Regions from separate parts of the Sus scrofa genome. Here region 2 is linked to region 1. The links are chromatin contacts, called in public Hi-C maps. All regions are on one chromosome and are shown on one strand. The core of a region is the stretch at or near the end of the contact, and the rest is flanking DNA. Distances in the headings are between cores, read along the strand shown.

Region 1 (5,435 bases), core at 2,097-4,596:
AAAAGCATAAAAAAAAAAAAAAAAAAAGAAGCAGCAACATCAAAGTGCTCCCGTGGCACACACGGTTGGCAGGTAGGTACTTATAGGAAACAGGCAAGACTGTAATCCTAAGGAATGAGACTTCTTCCACTGCTGAATCGCTGCGCCCTGGCCTTGCTCGGGTGTTCAGCAGCTGTGCAGTGGAGCTCTGTCAGACCGGCAGAGCAGAGGCGGGGGACCGACACCACCTGCTCGGCCACCTCACCTGCCTGACCTGTCTCCCAAACTGCCCAGGACGCTGCTCTCTCTGCATTGACCCAAACGTAGGATCAGGACTAATGAGGCACAACAAAATCAATTGCCATCAGCTACAGACTACCTTTTATAACTCAAAAAAAAATCAGGATGAGTCAGGTTAGGATAAAAGCTCAATGTCAACACAACTGTACTTAGAATGCAGAAGGCATTCGCTGGCTCAGTGTTAAGTGAGTTTCTGGAATGTGCCAGGCAGTGGCTAAATACTGGGTATATGACCACGAAGCAGAATTCCCCGCTTTCACAGCACACACATGTTTTCCCACATTTAGATTTGCTGGCATGATCTTGAGAAAGAAGGCAAGGTTAGGGCAATGGTTTGTTTCTTAAAAAATCATCTCAAAATTTCCTGAGAGGTCTTCCAACACACTGTATATTGCACATTAATACTTAAAGATAAAAGTGGTTACTAGCACTGCCTACACATAGAATTCCTTAGCTCAAAAGTAGTTATAAAGAAACGTGCAATTCACATGAACACTACATAAATGATGCCTAAAAAACTATCAAACATATGAGTTAGGCCACACGTACCGAGGGATTCGATTTTAGGTGATAAAACACACAAAAAGCCTCCGCTGGGGACAGATGTGTAGTGTCTGTTGTCCGGCACCACTCATTCCAGAGCTTAGCACAACCAACTTCTTCCCAGACTCCTGAATTCATGACAAATGATGATAAAAATGCTGTGAAAAACAGTTCAAGTCAGTTAGTGTTTGGCTCTGCAAGTTGCATTTTCTATTCAATGAAAAATAAATTCCAGTTACTCTTGACCCTTGGAGCTAAAAAAGCCATTTGAGACCATCAACCTTACACCAGCATTTTCCAGAAAAAGGAGAGGCCTCAAGAAATTAAAGGTCACACGCTGAGCCGGGAGATCAGGAGGACAGGCGTAGCGACAGGCCTTCCACACTCTCGCACTCTATACCCGAAGACCTCAGGCCAGGAGAACCTGACATCAACAGTCCAGGTACTGTTCTACTGGCTCTAGCAGTACCTCCCGGCGCAAAGAATCTCTCCTCCAGGCCCATAAATGCCCTAAATCACCCAGGTGCGGGTGTGCGCTGTTCTAACTCAACTCTTCACCCTTCTGACTTAACCTATCAAACGGATTCATATACGACAAGATCCCAGAGATGAAATACTAAAAAAAAACCTCATGATTATTTCTGTTATTTTTAGAGTTCTCATTATGTTTTCAAAGGAGTCTGTTCATTTAAAACACTTGAGGGAGCCCTGCAACTGGGGGCCGCATGCACATGCCGCCACCCCCCACCCCCAGTCTGGCCAAAACTGGCCCAGAAGCCTAAGAAAACCTGGACACTAGAAACTCTTTTTGAGTTTGGAAGTTCCCGAAGCCGAGGATATTTCCCTTAAATCTTATCTTCCAAGTTCATCAAAAAGTGTCACAGGAGCAAGGATAGATTTCACTCAGATACAAGTTTCCTCTGCTATGACTTTTTTGAGAAAAGTAACAGACATCTGAAACTTTTTATGCTGGAGAGACATAATGTCAGACTTTGCTCTTTCAACAAAACAATGTAGCATCTCCACTTACCTACTGCATTATTTCCTATAGCGATTATGAACTTGGAGCAAGGATATTTTTCTAGCAGAGAAACGTCCAAAGATGTTTTTGTCTGTCTTCGAAGGAGCCGAACCTCCCTAACACAAGGAACAAGAGAGACAACTAAAGCCATTTAAATATACTCAGTATCAGAGTGTGACATAAAGGGAACAAATATGATTTTGTGTTAAGAAAAATGCAAACTTTAACTTTATAAAGAAAATAATTACAATCCTAAGGAAACAGTGGATTCGTGCAACAATAATTAATAGGTAAAACCATTCACAGAGAACTAACTGTATGAGACAGATCAGGCTGTCCAGGTGACCCGCTGATCAACCCATCTCAGCATCCCTAAAAGTGGGATAACTGGGTACAGCGTGAAGTAAGACACCGCAAAAACCACTTCCGAGGCATTCGCGCCAGCAAAGCATTGACCAAGCCTCTAGAAAGAACTTTCCTTAACAGGCAAAGCGGGTATACACCCATCTGCACAAAGGACACCAAGAAGAAGCAATGAGACAAACCTAGAGCGTGAGACATCCTAGAGGACAACCAGCCTCTCAGCAACCGTGAAAAAGGAAGGCAGGTGCTCTAACATGAAAGGAAATTCAAGAGACAACACGTCCAAATGTAAGGTGTGGGCTGCGTCAGGGTTCTGATTTACAGAAACACTGTAAAATGTCACATCTAAGACAACTGGATAAACCTGATCGTGGACTGGCTACTAAATAGTAATCAAAAGTATTGTTAAGTATTACGGATGATGACAGCATCTGTACGATGTCTAGCTCGTTGGAGAAGCATTCTGTAAAATGCAGAGGTGAAAGGCCATGGTGACTGGGACTCACCTGGGGCTAGTGAGACAGAAAGTAACTGTGGCACAATCTTATGGGATTGGATGGGCGTAAAATAGCGTTTTACTATTCTCTCCAATGACTGTGTATTTGGAAATAATACTTTCTTTAAAAAGACAGAGCCATCTGGTACTGACACATCCTGCTACCTAACTGGAGTGGAGCAGATGATAAATTTTTTAATAAGAGTTGTCTTAGGTCCGTGGACTAAACACACGACACTCCTGGGGCACGAAGACTGCCCTGCAACCCTGGAAAACCTAACAAGCCCGCAGGAAACGCGCCGCATCACTGCTAAAGGAGGCCTTTAAAGAACGCGAGAGCCCGCCGCAGGCCCACCCGCAGCTGGCGCGGCCGGACCCGCCGGGACCCGCCGCAACCTGCGGCCTGCGCGCCGCCCCGGCTCCTGCGCCCGCCCGGCCCGCGTCTGCGACGGCGCGCCCAGCACCTCACCTCTTTCGTGCCAGCTGTCGCCGGACCTCCCTGTCCTCGGGCGTCTCCCTCCTCCCCTCTTCTTCCTCCTCCTCATCCTCCGTCCCGGCTCGGCAAGGCGCCTTCACCACCTCGCCGAAGAACGTGGCCGCCATGATCTCCCTCCCGGCCGGCTTGCGGCGCCACAAGGCAGCGCATGCGCCCCGCGCATGCGCGCTGCGCGGGCCACGCCCACGCCCCGCCCCTGGCTGCGGGCACGCCCCCTGGCCCACCTGGGGCTCGCGCCCCCGGAAACCGGAGCCACCAAGAGACCGGACGACTGCGGGCTAGAAAGGCCAGGCGAGCCGGGGGGCGGGGCCGCTGTCCCTGCAGGTAACCCACGCGGAAGAGGAGGGGCTCGGCCGCCCCCGCCCTAGTCGGCAGCGCGCCGGGGACCCGGGCCAGCCGGACCGCCTTTCCTTGCGCAGCTCTGCGGTTTCTTCTCGCTTAGGAGTGACGGGATGCGCTGTGGTTTATTAAGCGCCCGGCTTCAAACCTTGACTGTCCCCAGGTAGGTGCCGGCCCCTGGCCTGGCGCCTCCTTGGGACAGCGGACAGAGGATGGGTGGAAGGGCAGGAAGAAATACAGTGCTTCGTAGTGTTGTAAAAATGAGCCTTTACTCTGGCAGTAGGAATTCACATTTCAAAAGCCGATGATTGTCGAGCTAATCTAAAAGATTTCATGAGAATGCAAAAATAGTTGCTTCATTTCTAAAACTTGGCTATTTCATACAAAATTTGTTTTCGCTTTAAATAGCCTTTCATTAATAAGCAAGATATGTAATTATTTTTGAACTGGTTCTCTTCTCTCAATTTTGCTGGAAAACAGTTCACGGAGCACTAGTCCAAGCAGAAGAAAAAAAGGGACACTGTACCACAGTTTAAATGAAAATGAAAAAATACAATATTGCAACAACAACAAAAAAAAACACCATTTATCTAGTGCTGAAACTAGAGGGCATTGCTTACATTCTGGAAACTTGCCAGTAAAGAGTCACAAAGTTAAGTACTAATTTGGGGTGAGGGCAGCCTCGAGATGAAAAAATATCAGAAGTATGTTGCTTAGAAACATCTCTTTTTAAGATGTGGAGAAACAATGATCAACAAAAGCATTTACATAAAGCCAGTGGTTAGCGATTTACACCTTACTGCAAAATAGTATTTTCAGTTGTGAGGCAAGATTTGAACACCTAAGTATAAATAGTAAGACCAAACTGCTATCTAGTAGGAATAGGAAATTTTGGGTATAGTCAGTGAGCTAGAATATGCAAGATTATCTGTGCAATATTTTAAAACTGCATTAACACTCCTGGGTTATTTGACTTTATAGAATGAATTGCAGAATAAAAGTTTGGGTATTACTTTGTCTTAGTCCTTTTGTGGAATAAAATAACTTCCTTTTTAGCCTCAACTGGATTTCGTTACATTACGAAGTAATCATTTCTGGAAAGCTGACAAAAATGATAACTAGAATAATGACAGCACATTTAACCATGATTAAAATTCTGCATACATTTCAGAGAGTTTTGCAAGGATGTTAAATTTTAAACAAATGCTTATTTCATGCAGTTACAGTCAATTTAGGCCAAGCACTTTAAATAGGGCAAGTCTATGTTCAAATTAAATACCCAACCACTGGGAAAGCAGAGTTACAATTTTGAAATGAATTCTTCATGTCACTGAAACTGTCAAAAAATTTTGCATAAAATAGTCTTAACTGAGATTTTAACATTTTCATTTTATGGCATTTGTTGAGGACATAACATACCCAGTAAGAAATTTCTATGAAATTAAGTGTAAATATGGGACTGGAAATAAGTTTAAACATTTCATTAAAGATCAAAAATCAAACCCCATGCACCTAAGAATATTAGCAGTTTATTAGGAATTCTTCCCTTTCTCACCTGTACTAGTAACAAGTTACTGGTATCTGTATTTCAGATGAAAATATACTATAAACAGAGCAAAGAACACAGACTCCGCAGGTTAGAAATATTCTGGCTTAGGCTAAGAAAAAGAAAATGACAACAAAAAGCCTTTTTTTAAGCAGACATGCAACCACAAACAAATTTCTCAAGTAATCAAGACACTTGTTTGATCTGTATAACCAAAAAATATGCATTACATTAGTCTTTTAATGAAAAAGGAATAGAAACCTTAAGTTTCTATATTTTAATTTTTCAGATTTACACATGCAAATCATATATTAATATTCACAGATATTTTTAAATGGAAAAACAACTTGTT
Region 2 (5,435 bases), core at 1,823-4,322, 170 kb after region 1:
CCCTGGAAAGTTGTGTGTTACCTGAGGGGAAACACCAGTGCGATACTCTCTGTAGCAGAAGTGGCAAATCACACAGAAGGACGGCAGGACACTGACTAGCAACGCAGTGTCTTAGGGATAAATAATCTCATAAACAGCACCGTCAAGTGTCATAATCCCTTTGTATTTAAAAAATGGTTCTTTTGGAGTTCCCATCGTGGCTCACAGGAAATGAATCCAACTAGGAACCACGAGGTTGCAGGTTCGATCCCTGGCCTTGCTCAGTGGGTTAAGGATCCAGCGTTGCTGTGAGCTGTGGTGTAGGTCACAGACAAGGCTTGGATCTGATATGGTTGTGGCTGCAGCGTAGGCCAGCAGCTGTACTCTGATTTGACCCTTAGCCTGGGAACCTCCACATGCCTCGAGTGTGGCCGTAAAAAGCACCCCCCCCAAAACTAATGGTTCTTTTATAAGTGATTTCAGATTTCTCATTGATTTCATAACCACTGTAACAGTAATATAAAAAAGTAAAAACAGAACATGCAATAGCCTGGACTGAAAACCACTTCTAACTGTTAATAGCTGGAGAATGAGATGAAACAAAACAAGGTGTCTGTAGAAAGGTAATCAACACATCAAAAGACTTACGCCCCGTCTAAGGTCTGCAAACCCATCAATTACGCAAAGCCACACTACAGAAACTCGAGGGGAAAATGCTCCTCCCTGTTCCCATCATTTTTCCTTTGAGAAAAGTGAACTGACAATTTTATTCCTCAAGGAACATCAAGGTGAAAACTTACCTGTTTGCCTCTGACTGAGAGGAAGATGCTGATTACCTCTGTGGTCCCCAAACCAAACGGAGGTAAAATTTGAACAAAGTTTTCACTTAAAATTTTAAGGGGAGATCAAAATATAGACAGAGATAAATAAGGAGAAAAAAAACCAAAAAACCCCCACTATGCAACAAGAGCCACTATTTTTTCTTGGCTTCATAAAGTTTCTCGGGTACTCTTATTTTTTGTACAAATGTATTCCCTACTTTTTGGTGTGAGAAAGCTGATGTACTACACACATACCTTCTTTGAACCCTTAAAGTCACAAAACAGAGCTTTCTACTGGAAAAATGACTTTCACCACTGACCTCTATACAATGATTAAAGAAAAAAAATGTGGGGGGGGGGACGGATGGCCACGGGACAGGGGGCAGGACACCCTTTGATTAAGCAGTGCTGAGCTTCCACCCACAAGTTTAGGAACCGGGTGATGGCAAGAAAGACTTATAAGGGGAGAGTTTTCTACTAGCAAACTCTCAGGAAAGTTTTGAGTAAATAGAAATTAATCACACCAGTGAATTTCCCCTGAATAACAAGGAGAGCTTCCCAGAGCTCCAAAAACAAAGTTACAAATGACATAAACACATTTTGCTTTCCCAAGTTATTTTCAAACCAACACATACCCAAGAACAACTTCGGCCCCCAAGCCCGCAACGTGAATAAAGCAATGGTGAATCTCTTCCAAGCAATGGTCATGCTGTTTACCGTTAACTCGGTCTGATACAATAAAATAATTCAGGGAACTCCTAAGCATACAACTGCAGGTTAAACTCTGAGACTCCTCTTAGCCATGTTTTCAAGGAACACAACTCTTGCTCTCTCTCTCCATGTAAAATAGGACCCCCTACCTTGCCTTGCAAACCTTACACGCAGACACATACACATTCCCTTCTGCTGGCCTCAGGCCTAGCTTTGCTGTTATGGTCGCAAGAGGAAGTACAGGCGTGCAACGAACAGAGAAGCGCTAGCCATAAGGAGCACAACACAAAGAATGGATTTCCCTGGAAAGCCAAAGTTAGTCTCCCAGTATTTGCGGCCGTCTTAAGTTTCCCAAATTCTGCAGCAGCATTACTGTGATACATTCTATCTCCATTAACCGGGATAATCACTACATCCACCATATCTTACCCAGGCCGGAAAAATGTTCTTTACTCATATTATAAAAACCTTAAATCACAGTGCTAAACGTGGTCAAATCCCGACTTTCCAGGAGATTATGACGTCAAACTGTAGACAATTTTGATACTCAAAGTCAAGGTCTTGGCCGCCGCCGGCAACGTGCGTTAAGGTAGCACCGCGGCATTTCGAAGACACCACGGTCTCTTAGGGTTGAAGTTGGAAACCTACCTTTCCTGCCGCCTTTTTTGGCTTCGCTTCCACTTTTGCAGGAGCAGGTTTCTGAAAGGCAAAGGTAGCACTGAGTTTCTTCCCGCGCTAGGATCCCACGGAAAAGGAAGGTTAGGGGGCTCACTTTACTTACAGCTGACAACCTCGCCGATCTCCTCTTGGGCTTCGGGAAAGAAAAGCAGAATGAGTAAGACGCACGGGACGCGGGGCGAACCGAACCCACCCCGGGACAGGCGGGGGGCTCTTACCTCCTCCTTTGCCGCCCCCTCGGCGGAGCTGACCTGCGGGAGGAAGCAGACAGCGAGTGGGCGCAGCCCGCAAACAAAAGTGCCCGCGCGCCCTGCGCCCGCGAGAACAATACCCGGCCGCGTGACGTCAGCGGCTTCCCGCCGCCGCGTTCGAATCTCCCACCCGGCTCCGCGGGCCGCCGAACGTTCCGGAACCGCGCGCCCCATGCCGGTGCGCGCCCGCCCTCCGCCGGCCCGCGGCGCCTCCCGGGCCCAGCGCCGCCGAGGGCGCGGCGGGGCCTGGGCCTGCCTGGCTGGGCGCCGCGGCCGGGCGGCGGAGGGGGCGTGTGCGGGCCGCGGCCGCCGCTCACCTTCCTCTTGGGCATCGTGGCGAGGGCGCGGGCGCGTGCCGGGTGCCTGCGGTCCGCGGCGCGCCGAGAGCCTTCGCGAATCTGGGCTGCCTGGCCGCTGCCGCTCCTCCCGCCGCCGGAGCTGCTGGGACCCGCGGCGGGGGCGGTGGGAGAACCGGATGGAACCGGATTGGGAGCCCGCCCCCTCCTCCCCCCGCATCCCCCGGCCGCAGGCTCCCCCTCCCCTCCAGCCGGGCCGCCCCCCGCCCCCACCCACGCCCATTGGCTGCGGGGCCCACCGTGCCGCGGCCAGCGCCCGGAATAGGTGAGGCCGGCCGTCACTCGACCACTGCGCCCCGCCCCCGCTCTCGGCGCCCCCACCCCGCCCGCCGTCTCGCGGGGCCCCAGACCCAGGCGAGGGGGCGGGGCCCCACGGGCCGCCCTCGCCTCACGGTAGTTTGTTTGAAGCCGAGCCGCAAAGTGCGGTCTGAGCGCCGATTGGCTGAGGCCCGCCACGTGGTCTCCGGGTGAGCCCGCCCACAACCCCCCTGGCTACCTGGGCGCCAGCCAGAGCCAAGAAAGCCCGGGGATCAAGTCCCTTTCCTGTAGGGTGAATTGGGTTGGAAGGGTTTTAGTTAGTCTCACAGACTGGGAAGGAAGAGATAACACGTTCAAATATGAACCAACTTCTTCCACCTCAGTTGGTAAGAAAGGCTAATAGGTCTTCAGCCTCGCTGGCCTGCAGGAGGCGGATTCTAGTGCGCAGGCGCGGAAGGGGAGGTCGTGGGAAGGAAAGTCGGCGCGGGGCTGCACTGCGCAGGCGCGGGTTTTTGCGACGTCCCTGGAGTCGCGGCCCTGCTACCCTGCTGGGTTGCTCGTGGTCAGCTGTTTCTGTGCAGTTTCTTTTAGGTTATCCGTTCCCTTAGGGGCTGGGGGTGCTGGCGGTTCGTCTCAGGAGGCTAGTGGGCTCCTGAGTCCCGGAGGCTGCCGGCCCCAGGACTCGAAACCGCTCTCTGGGCCGGCCGGTCCCTCCTGCACAGAAGTGAAGTGCGGAGTAGGGCCATCCAGCTCGTGCCCGTTTTAACCAGTTGCTCACCTAAGCATCTTTCCGAGATAGAAAAAGAGCTTCTGGCTGGGGATCTGAGCTGGAAACCTCGGAACCAGTGAGATCACAAGTAACCAAAAGAAAATTATGTTTAAAAGGGCAGATTGATTACTGTAAAAAAAGCTCTTAATCGGAAAATTGTCAGCTGGAATTAATTCTTGGGGAGGAAGAAACACTGGAGTACTTTTGAGTCAGAAAGATTGGAAACAGACCAAATGTCCATCATTTGAGACGCCCGGATAAGCTATGACGCTTTCGCCTAGTGGAATAATGAGCCACTGCGGAAAAGAATGAGGCCGCTCTTTACCCAAGAAGTGGATTTTGAAAGTCCCTAGTCAGTCTCTTAACTCCTGATCAATAACTAATGCCTTCCCTTCTCACCGAAGAAAGTCTAAAGTTCTTAAGGGTGGTTTATAAAGATCTCTGCACTCTGGCCCGCTTCAAACGACTTTCACCACTGCTTACCCCGTGTCACCTCCCAGCCTCAAATAGGCTGGGCAGCTCCTGCTTCAGGCCTAATCACCTGCTGTCCCTCTGCTCCATGCTCTGCCTCAGACCAGTGCTCTCCTCCTCTGGGTCCATGCACAAATGTCACCCTCTTGTTGAGGCCTTTCCTGACCTTTCAATTTACAATTGCAACTCCCCATTTCCAGTTCTCGCCTTATTTTCTCGGTAGCAGCTATTGAATATAAAGTTATACATTCATTGTGTATCTCAGGAAGATGACCAAGAACATGAGGCTAGTGGTTGCCTCTGGAGAAAACTATTGGGGGGAAGCAGAGTAAGATGAAAAAGTTATCCTTTTTCTTTTTTTCCTCTCCTATTTGCATTAAAAATGAATAACATCAGGAGTTCCCGTCGTGGTGCAGCGGAGACGAATCTGACAAGGATCCATGAGGTTACGGGTTGGATCCCTGGCCTCGCTCAGTGGGTTGAGGATCCAGCGTTGACGTGAGCTGTGGTGTATGTCACAGACGCGGCTCGGATTTGGTGTTGCTGTGGCTCTGGCATAGGCTGGCAGCAACAGCTCCGATTGGACCCTTAGCCCGGGAACCTCCATATGCTGCAGGTGCGGCCCTAAAAAGACAAAAGACAAAAAAAATAACATCAGAGAGTCTGCAAGTTTGTGGCGCAAACGTGTACTGAGCACCTGTCCCATGCCAGTCGGTGATGGTCCTTGACTGCAGATAGGACACTTACCCAAGGACTCCAGGTGGTAGTTTAGTAGAGAGAGAAACTACGCAAATTGGCCTGACCTGGTAAAAGCAGAGGGGAAGCCTCAGGCAGGGGGACAGCACATCCCAAGACATGCAGACTTGGCAGAACCCTGCAGGGCCCTCAGAGTGCCAGGGATGGGCATGTGGACAGTGGGCAGTGAAGATTAGAGAAAAGAGGCAGAAAAATAAGGCAGCCTGCAGAAAGCATCTGATGCTGGGCTAAGGACTTTGGCCATTAGCCAAGGAGTGGGAGGCATTGCAAGGTCCTCATTCAAGAAATGATGAGCTGAAATCCGAAATGACCCCTTGAAGATCCTTTTCCTGTAAGAATCAGGGATGCGCTAGGCCAGAGGTAACAAACTGGTGACCTGCAGATA

What was found. Hi-C and Micro-C count contacts between places; a contact is called where the count stands out from the background.
Region 2: a contact with region 1 is called in a Hi-C map of liver, with 3 times the contacts expected there. The contact joins the promoter of HMGN1 here to the promoter of PSMG1 in region 1. A contact is called at or near these places in 2 of 5 promoter capture datasets (fetal liver and liver) and 1 of 47 Hi-C or Micro-C datasets (liver).

What each region holds. Positions count from the first base shown.
Region 1 is chr13:202,772,253-202,777,687 of Sscrofa11.1, forward strand. It overlaps PSMG1 (proteasome assembly chaperone 1), which reads right to left and starts at 3,347. Exons shown (of 7, transcript NM_001244457.1): 1 at 3,172-3,347; 2 at 1,853-1,959; 3 at 829-980. The coding sequence starts at 3,305. It overlaps BRWD1 (bromodomain and WD repeat-containing protein 1), which reads right to left. Exons shown (of 42, transcript XM_021070988.1): 42 at 3,788-5,435.
Region 2 is chr13:202,940,424-202,945,858 of Sscrofa11.1, forward strand. It overlaps HMGN1 (non-histone chromosomal protein HMG-14), which reads right to left and starts at 3,073. Exons shown (of 7, transcript XM_021070990.1): 1 at 3,036-3,073; 2 at 2,758-2,878; 3 at 2,408-2,440; 4 at 2,293-2,322; 5 at 2,160-2,210. The coding sequence starts at 2,772.